Regions from separate parts of the Rattus norvegicus genome. Here region 2 is linked to region 1. A link is a contact called in public Hi-C data. All regions are on one chromosome and are shown on one strand. The core of a region is the stretch at or near the end of the contact, and the rest is flanking DNA. Distances in the headings are between cores, read along the strand shown. Region 1 has its middle 92 kb from the start of Tmem45b. Region 2 overlaps Arhgap32 (Rho GTPase activating protein 32).

Region 1 (3,233 bases), core at 491-2,990:
CCTAATCCTCTCAAATCGCCCGGCTCTACAGCTGTTGGTGCACCAGATAAACTATTTGTTCAATTATTCTTGGCCGGGATGGGGCGGCAGGCCTCAAAGGCTATGAGCTTCATAATTCCGGCTACTTCAATCAGCCAGGCCCTCCCCGGGCTGCCCACGGGAGACAGAACCTGTTTGAAGCCAGGGCACTGGGTTCGTCTTCTTTCCACCCTTTTCATCTCCACGCAGACGGCGGGGCGCGGGCACCTCCCGATGGACCCCGGCAAGGAGCAGCATCAGCCATGGGCCCCGTGCCAATGCACAGAATCAAGGCGATAAAATAATTACGAATGAAAGGGAGATTAGTGAGCACTGAGGAGACAAATGCTTCCAAAATGGTTCTAGAAATCTCCTCGGCGTGCTCTCAAAGGGGACTTCGCTGCAGCTGCCATCTCCATGGCAATCGGGCAGCAGATGCTGCGGGGCCAAGAGCACTCTGGACACTTGTCAGAGCCACCCAACACCAGCCCGGGAGGGAGACGTAGGCCGGTCACCTTGGCATCACGGAATTGCGCCGGCCCTGAGCACAAACTTATTTTCCCCCATTTTTAGTGCCCCTCCCTTTCTCTTGGCCTCTGCAGAGTCCACTAATAAGTGGGTGACAACTGCTGAGAGACTGGTCCTGTCTGGCAGTTGCTCTGAGAAATACTCCAAGGGGGGATGAAGCCTCACGTGGCTAAAAAGTCCTTTGGGGCCAAGGTGTTCTCTTGCCAGTCCTACTCATTTTTTTCCTCAAAACTTTATTTTGGTGTCTTGTGAGATTGAGTCGATATTGACAAACAACTTGGGATAACTCCTCTTTCCGGCCCACTGTCTCCACCACCTTCCTCAGATCTCCTCTGATAAAGAAAATCTAAGCCGCAGCCATTGACAGTTGTCGAAGTGTGAGTTAACACAAGCTGTAGCAGGAACTCTAGGACAGGGAAGGAGGCCTCTCCACCTAATGGGACAGAAAGTCTGAAACGCGGCCGTGCATGGTCTATAGGCTATCTTTTCCAGGTACCTCCTCGATAGTACAAGCTAGGGGCAGGACATGTTTAGAACCAGCAGTTCTAATTATGCAACAAGTGGCCCAGACTGAAATAGTTAATTTGTTGGACAGTGAGATGCTGAGAAGCCCCACAACCCAAAATTCCAAAATATGCAATGCTCTATAATCTAAAAACCTGAACATCAACATGATGCCCCAAGTGGAAAACCCTACACCCGACCTCTTGTGTTCTCGTCAGGAAGTCCCAGCATCCACCTGCAAAGAATGCTTCAACTGTGTGAACTATGCTGACACAGCGATATTACAGAAATACAGGAGAGCAGATACTGAAAATGAGTAGAAAAATCTACCTTCCACTGCACTGCGTTCAAGCAGCTCAGAGTCTAGCTGAGGGGTGTTGAAAGAGCAACATCAGGAGTACCGCAGAGAGTTCAACAAAAATAAAATAAAAATAAAAATAAAAAAAAGAGGTGGGAACAACCACCAAGTGCCCAGGTAGGTCTCTCCGGCTGTGACCTCCACTGAGACTGAACGTGCCTGTGTGCATTTTTGCAAAGAAAGCTTCAAAGTTCTCGTGCAAGTTTCAAGTGGATCTGAATCAAAACTGAGAGAAACAACAGGCTTAAAGTGAGAAAAGGGCAGAGAGAGCCAAAGGGAATGCACAGGCTGGACGACTGACCGTTTGCAGACACAGCTCAGAGCACACCCGCTCCCTGGGGAGACCTAGGGCTGCCAAGGTCTGAGGCTTTGTGTCTGGGTCAGCGACTTTCTCCAGCTTCCTTTCAAAGTAGCCAACTTTCAGACAGAACGATACCCAGAATCCCGAGAGCCAAATCTCAGTCAAAACGAGCGCGGTCTGAGCAGAGCAGGTTGACTTCGTGCTATCTTTCCTCAAGATCTGCAGCTTCAATATCCTACACTGGATTGGAAGTCTCCTGTGGACAGAGCTTAAATTCCCTGCCTAGACATTTGTGAGCCTGAGGTAACAATGGGTTTCCTCATTTTTTATATCCTCCTCGGTAAGATTGTGAACTAGTCACGGCCACCCACCCACCCTTGCTTCAGGTGCTGTTGGGAACGTATTTTCTTCAGGAAGAACTTGACCGTGGCCTTTCTGGATCAAAAACCTGCACAAGTCTCTCACGAGATCAGAGTCAGAGCTCCAAAGCCTTCACAAGATTTTCATACTCCTTCCCTCTCCTACGTTACAAAGAGGCAGACAATGACTGTGGTGGAACTCTCTAGTAGTATAGGCCTCCCAGACATCACCCAGGGGAACTCTGTAGTAGTATAGCTCTCCATATGTCCTGCAGAAGGCTCTCCAGTAATGTAGCCTCCCACACATCATCCAGGAGGACTCTTTAGTTGTATAGCTAGCTCCCCATAAGTCACACAGGAGACTCTTCAATGGTGGATACGCATATGTTGCTCACAGCACTTCTTGGGGTGTAGTGACTTTGAAACACCCATCCTCTCGAAGGTAACTCCAGTAAACTCATTGGTTCAGTAAGCTGGGCTTTCTTTGGTCAGTTCTTTTTTTAATCTGCCAGTACCCTCCTATCTGGGGCAAATAGATGTTTCTTTACATCTCCCTAGCAAAGTCCTGAAACAGCTATCATCCTTGGCTCCTGTCCCTCCTTCACTTTCTCATTGAAATCACCTGCTTGCTTGTCAAGATGTCCCTTTCAAAATCTGCTGACTCAGAACTGCCAAGTACGAGGTCCTATCCAGGAAACTTCCCTAAGCTCTCAGATCAAGCCATCAAATAGGGATCCCACAGAGACTCTGTGTTAGGTCCATATTGCACCAGTGAGGCCAAAACCTACAATGGGCATCTAAATTCACTCTGCATTGCTTGAGCCCACTTCAAAGCTAATGACAGATCTAGGAGAAGAAAATTCCAGGACTGTGTGTTTATAGGTCTGGGGTGCAAGCCCTGGAGCAGTTTCCCCAAGACTGAAACACTCAATCTAAAAGAGTTCTAAAAGCAAGTTCTTTAAGACAAAAGGTAAACATCTCAAAACAGCCTCAGGAAGTCCCTGAAACTGAACAGATTCACTACCCCTACCTGGATAGACAAATATTAAAGACTACTGAGAGTCACTCTCAGCTAATTCCAGCCCTACCTGGAAGAAGCAGAGACCAAATCAACTTTTGAGAAAAGACTAAGAGCAGAGGGTCTTCTTGGAAGAGGCTCAGATCA
Region 2 (3,233 bases), core at 444-2,943, 570 kb before region 1:
CAAAGACAGGGTATATATGTTTCTCATATCACTCTGCCTCGGGCAGAGTGACCTGAGTCACCCTATGAGTAGAAACAGCTTGGTTTGTGTTGCTGTTGTGGGTGGGGCAAGGCTCAGGTCTGTAACTGTGGAACGCCAACATAGTAGCACCTTCACAGTTTCCGGATCAACAATACTATGTCTCAAGCACATTTAGTTAATTTGATAAGTTTCATGATGAATTATGACTCTGGAACATATATTTTTTATAGTCCTAAGACTTTTATACCAATAGGATAAACTCATACGCAGTTAGAAACCCAGATCATGGATGATGGTGGCACTGAGAACTCATATCACTATAGAATGTACATGAGACTGTAAGATTAGAGCTGCATTTCCCATTTGTCTTGCTTTAGAGGAAACTCAATTCAGGCTAGGAAGACTCCCTGGAGAACACACTGTTAAGTTACTCTTACCACCTCAGTCCCTACACTGTCACCATCAGTCATCAAAACAAGTGAGACTGCGCCATGCTTATATATGAGCACTCGTGCCTTTCCAGACAGGTGTGGCGATGCGGGCCGATAGGGAAGGTCATGCATGAAGGCCAGCTAGGACTACAGGAAGCTAGGCAAGCCTGACCCACATGGTAAGTCTGTCTCAGAAAACACATTACAAAATAGAATTGCTGGCCACTGAGACCGCTAAGCAGGTAAAGACGCTTGCTCCCAAATCTGATGATTTGGATTCAATCTCTGGGAGCCACTGGACAAAGAGGGGAACCAACCCCCACAAGTTGTCCTCTGCTGTCCCCCATGGACCAAGGCATATTCATGGGCACACATCTATGCACACACAAAATATAGACATGAATGAAAAATAATTTCTGTCTAAAATATTTCAGAGTGCTAGAAAATGTGGTTTATTATTTGACTCTCATCTCACTTAGTCCTCACACAATTCTGTGACATAAGTGGGGTAGAAAACTGAGGGCCAGGGACGTTAAAGAACTTACTTCAGATAATGGAGGCAACAATATAGCCCATGGGTTTTTAGTATTCAACTAGGGCACTTGAAAACTATGGTTCTCTGTTTCTCTTGCACTTGATCACTGTTTTCTGGTTATAAAGGAACATTCAGCATGACTGCAGCATACAGTTAAGTTCTTAAGCAAGGCTCATTTCAAATTCCTTTCCTGAAACTGCTGTGAAGAACTAGCGAGACCATGTGCGAACAGGTAAAATAAACTATTCAGTTACCCTATTTTAAATGAAAGTACAGGGCTGTGGATACAGCTCAGTGTCCCAGACACCCTGAAGGGGAGTCCAGAGCCAGCTTGTTAGTCTGAAACATTTTACTCTGCATTTTGGAGGCAGAGTCAAAAGAAAAGGCCAGCCTAGACTACACTGTAAGTTCTAGACCTACCTAGGGCTCCAGCATAAAATCTTGTCTCAAAATAAATACAAGTCCAGGCTTCAAAGAAAAAAGTGTTATTATTAGCCTTCCCTGTCCTTAGTCACACATCCCTGCCCCTCTGGTGAGGAGCCCCACAGCTGCTCTCCTTAGCCTCCTCCCCAGAAAGCTCAGGACACGGGGGTTAAAACTTACCCTTTCCCATGCCACATTTCTGACTAAACCTGATCTGTACCTTGCATCGAGTTACTTAACAGTATACATAAACCTAGGGTACAAAGACAGATGGCGTCCATTCACCATGCTAACACTAGATGGCGGTGTGACATAGAGCACAGAGGAAGAGTCCAGCTTCAGGCTGACAAAAGTACAATCCATTGCTTCTACAAATGCTACAGGAGATCCTCCCCTTCTCATGGGGGGGGGGGATCTTGTGACGTGGATAAGTCATTATTTTTTGTTCATGAGACACTGCAATTTGGAAAAAATGCAATGAAAGTTGCTGGGAGCAGCATGGTACCCACTTGGGTTGCCCGAGAGTTCTAGGCTGTCGTGTACTGTGCTCAGCCAGTGTCAGCACTAAATTGAGCACTTATCTGGTTTCCTTCCGGGAGTTGGGGATCACCAGGTTGTCTAAAGAAGATAGCAATGACCTTCTGTTTTCAGATTTTAATTTCCCTAAACAAAATACACTGGAGCATCAACAATACGGTCACCACAGTACTATTCAAAGGAAAACACCAAAAACTGAATGTGCTTATTAAAAATCAGTGGGTGGAGCACAACTGTAATGTTAAGTAAGGCTCTGGGTTAAATACCCAGCAATGCCCCAGATGCTGACTGGATAAAAGTGCATGTATTACTAACAATCCCTGTGGTATTGTACAGCTCTCAAGAAAAGATGCATGACATTAGAAGCACAAAATTAACGGAAATTGTAGAGGAAAGAGCTGTGTGTGGCAAAGAGGTTTTTTTTAGGTAAGTACTATTAAGTATGCTTTCCTCAACTCTTGTCCAGAAAAGAAAACAGAAAATAAAAAATAACTTACCAAGCAAGAAAAAAATAATTAATATATTTTAAAACTGATGTTTGGAAAATGACAAATTAAGAAGGCTGAAAACTGGCTTTCTGGTTAGACCTAATTTTTAGAGTATTTTACAAATTTAAAAAGGCAAGACAGATACTTTTCTTAATATAAAACATAAAAGCTAATGTTTTTAAAAAGGCAAAAACAAGTTAGAGCAATGTTAAATGTTAACTTGAAATGATGATTAAAGTCTTTATTGGGAAGGTTTCAACAGAAAAACTTAACCCTTCAGACAGCACACAGCTCTAATTAATGCAGAATTATTCCAGGGTACTTATTAAAAGAAGAAGAAAACCAAGCTTGGGCGGACACTCATCTATGAAATATTAGCAGAGTGATAGAAGAAATTTGTTTTAAAACACATGCAACACAGCAGAGCATGCTGCAGGATCATAAAGATGCTGGAAGAATCTATTTCCAGAACAAGAGAAACTCTCTGCATTCTATTAAATTTTTATGACAGCTATTCACACTAGGTGGATGACAGCTATTCACACTAGGTGGATGACAGCTATTCACACTAGGTGGATGACAGCTATTCACACTAGGTGGATGACAGCTATTCACACTAGGTGGATGACAGCTATTCACACTAGGTGGATGACAGCTATTCACACTAGGTGGATGACAGCTATTCACACTAGGTGGATGACAGCTATTCACACTAGGTGGATGACAGCTATTCACACTAGGTGGATGACAGCTATTCACACTAGGTGGACGCAGACTAAAGTAACCACATGGCCCGGC

What was found. A called contact is a pair of places that touch in the nucleus more often than the background predicts.
Region 2: a Hi-C map of mammary epithelial cells shows a contact between it and region 1, with 4 times the contacts expected there. The contact joins two enhancer-like sites. A contact is called at or near these places in 2 of 12 Hi-C or Micro-C datasets (mammary epithelial cells and psoas muscle).

The regions. Positions count from the first base shown.
Region 1 is chr8:38,258,923-38,262,155 of GRCr8, reverse strand. No RefSeq gene overlaps it. Among named protein-coding and RNA genes, the nearest start is that of Tmem45b, 92 kb to the right of the region's middle. Within about 2 kb of position 1,740, at least 1 of the 93 cell types and tissues checked has an H3K27ac peak or open chromatin away from gene starts, as enhancers often do.
Region 2 is chr8:38,832,006-38,835,238 of GRCr8, reverse strand. All of the region lies in intron 5 of Arhgap32 (Rho GTPase activating protein 32), which reads right to left. Among named protein-coding and RNA genes, the nearest start is that of Rpl35l2, 64 kb to the left of the region's middle. Within about 2 kb of position 1,693, at least 2 of the 93 cell types and tissues checked have an H3K27ac peak or open chromatin away from gene starts, as enhancers often do.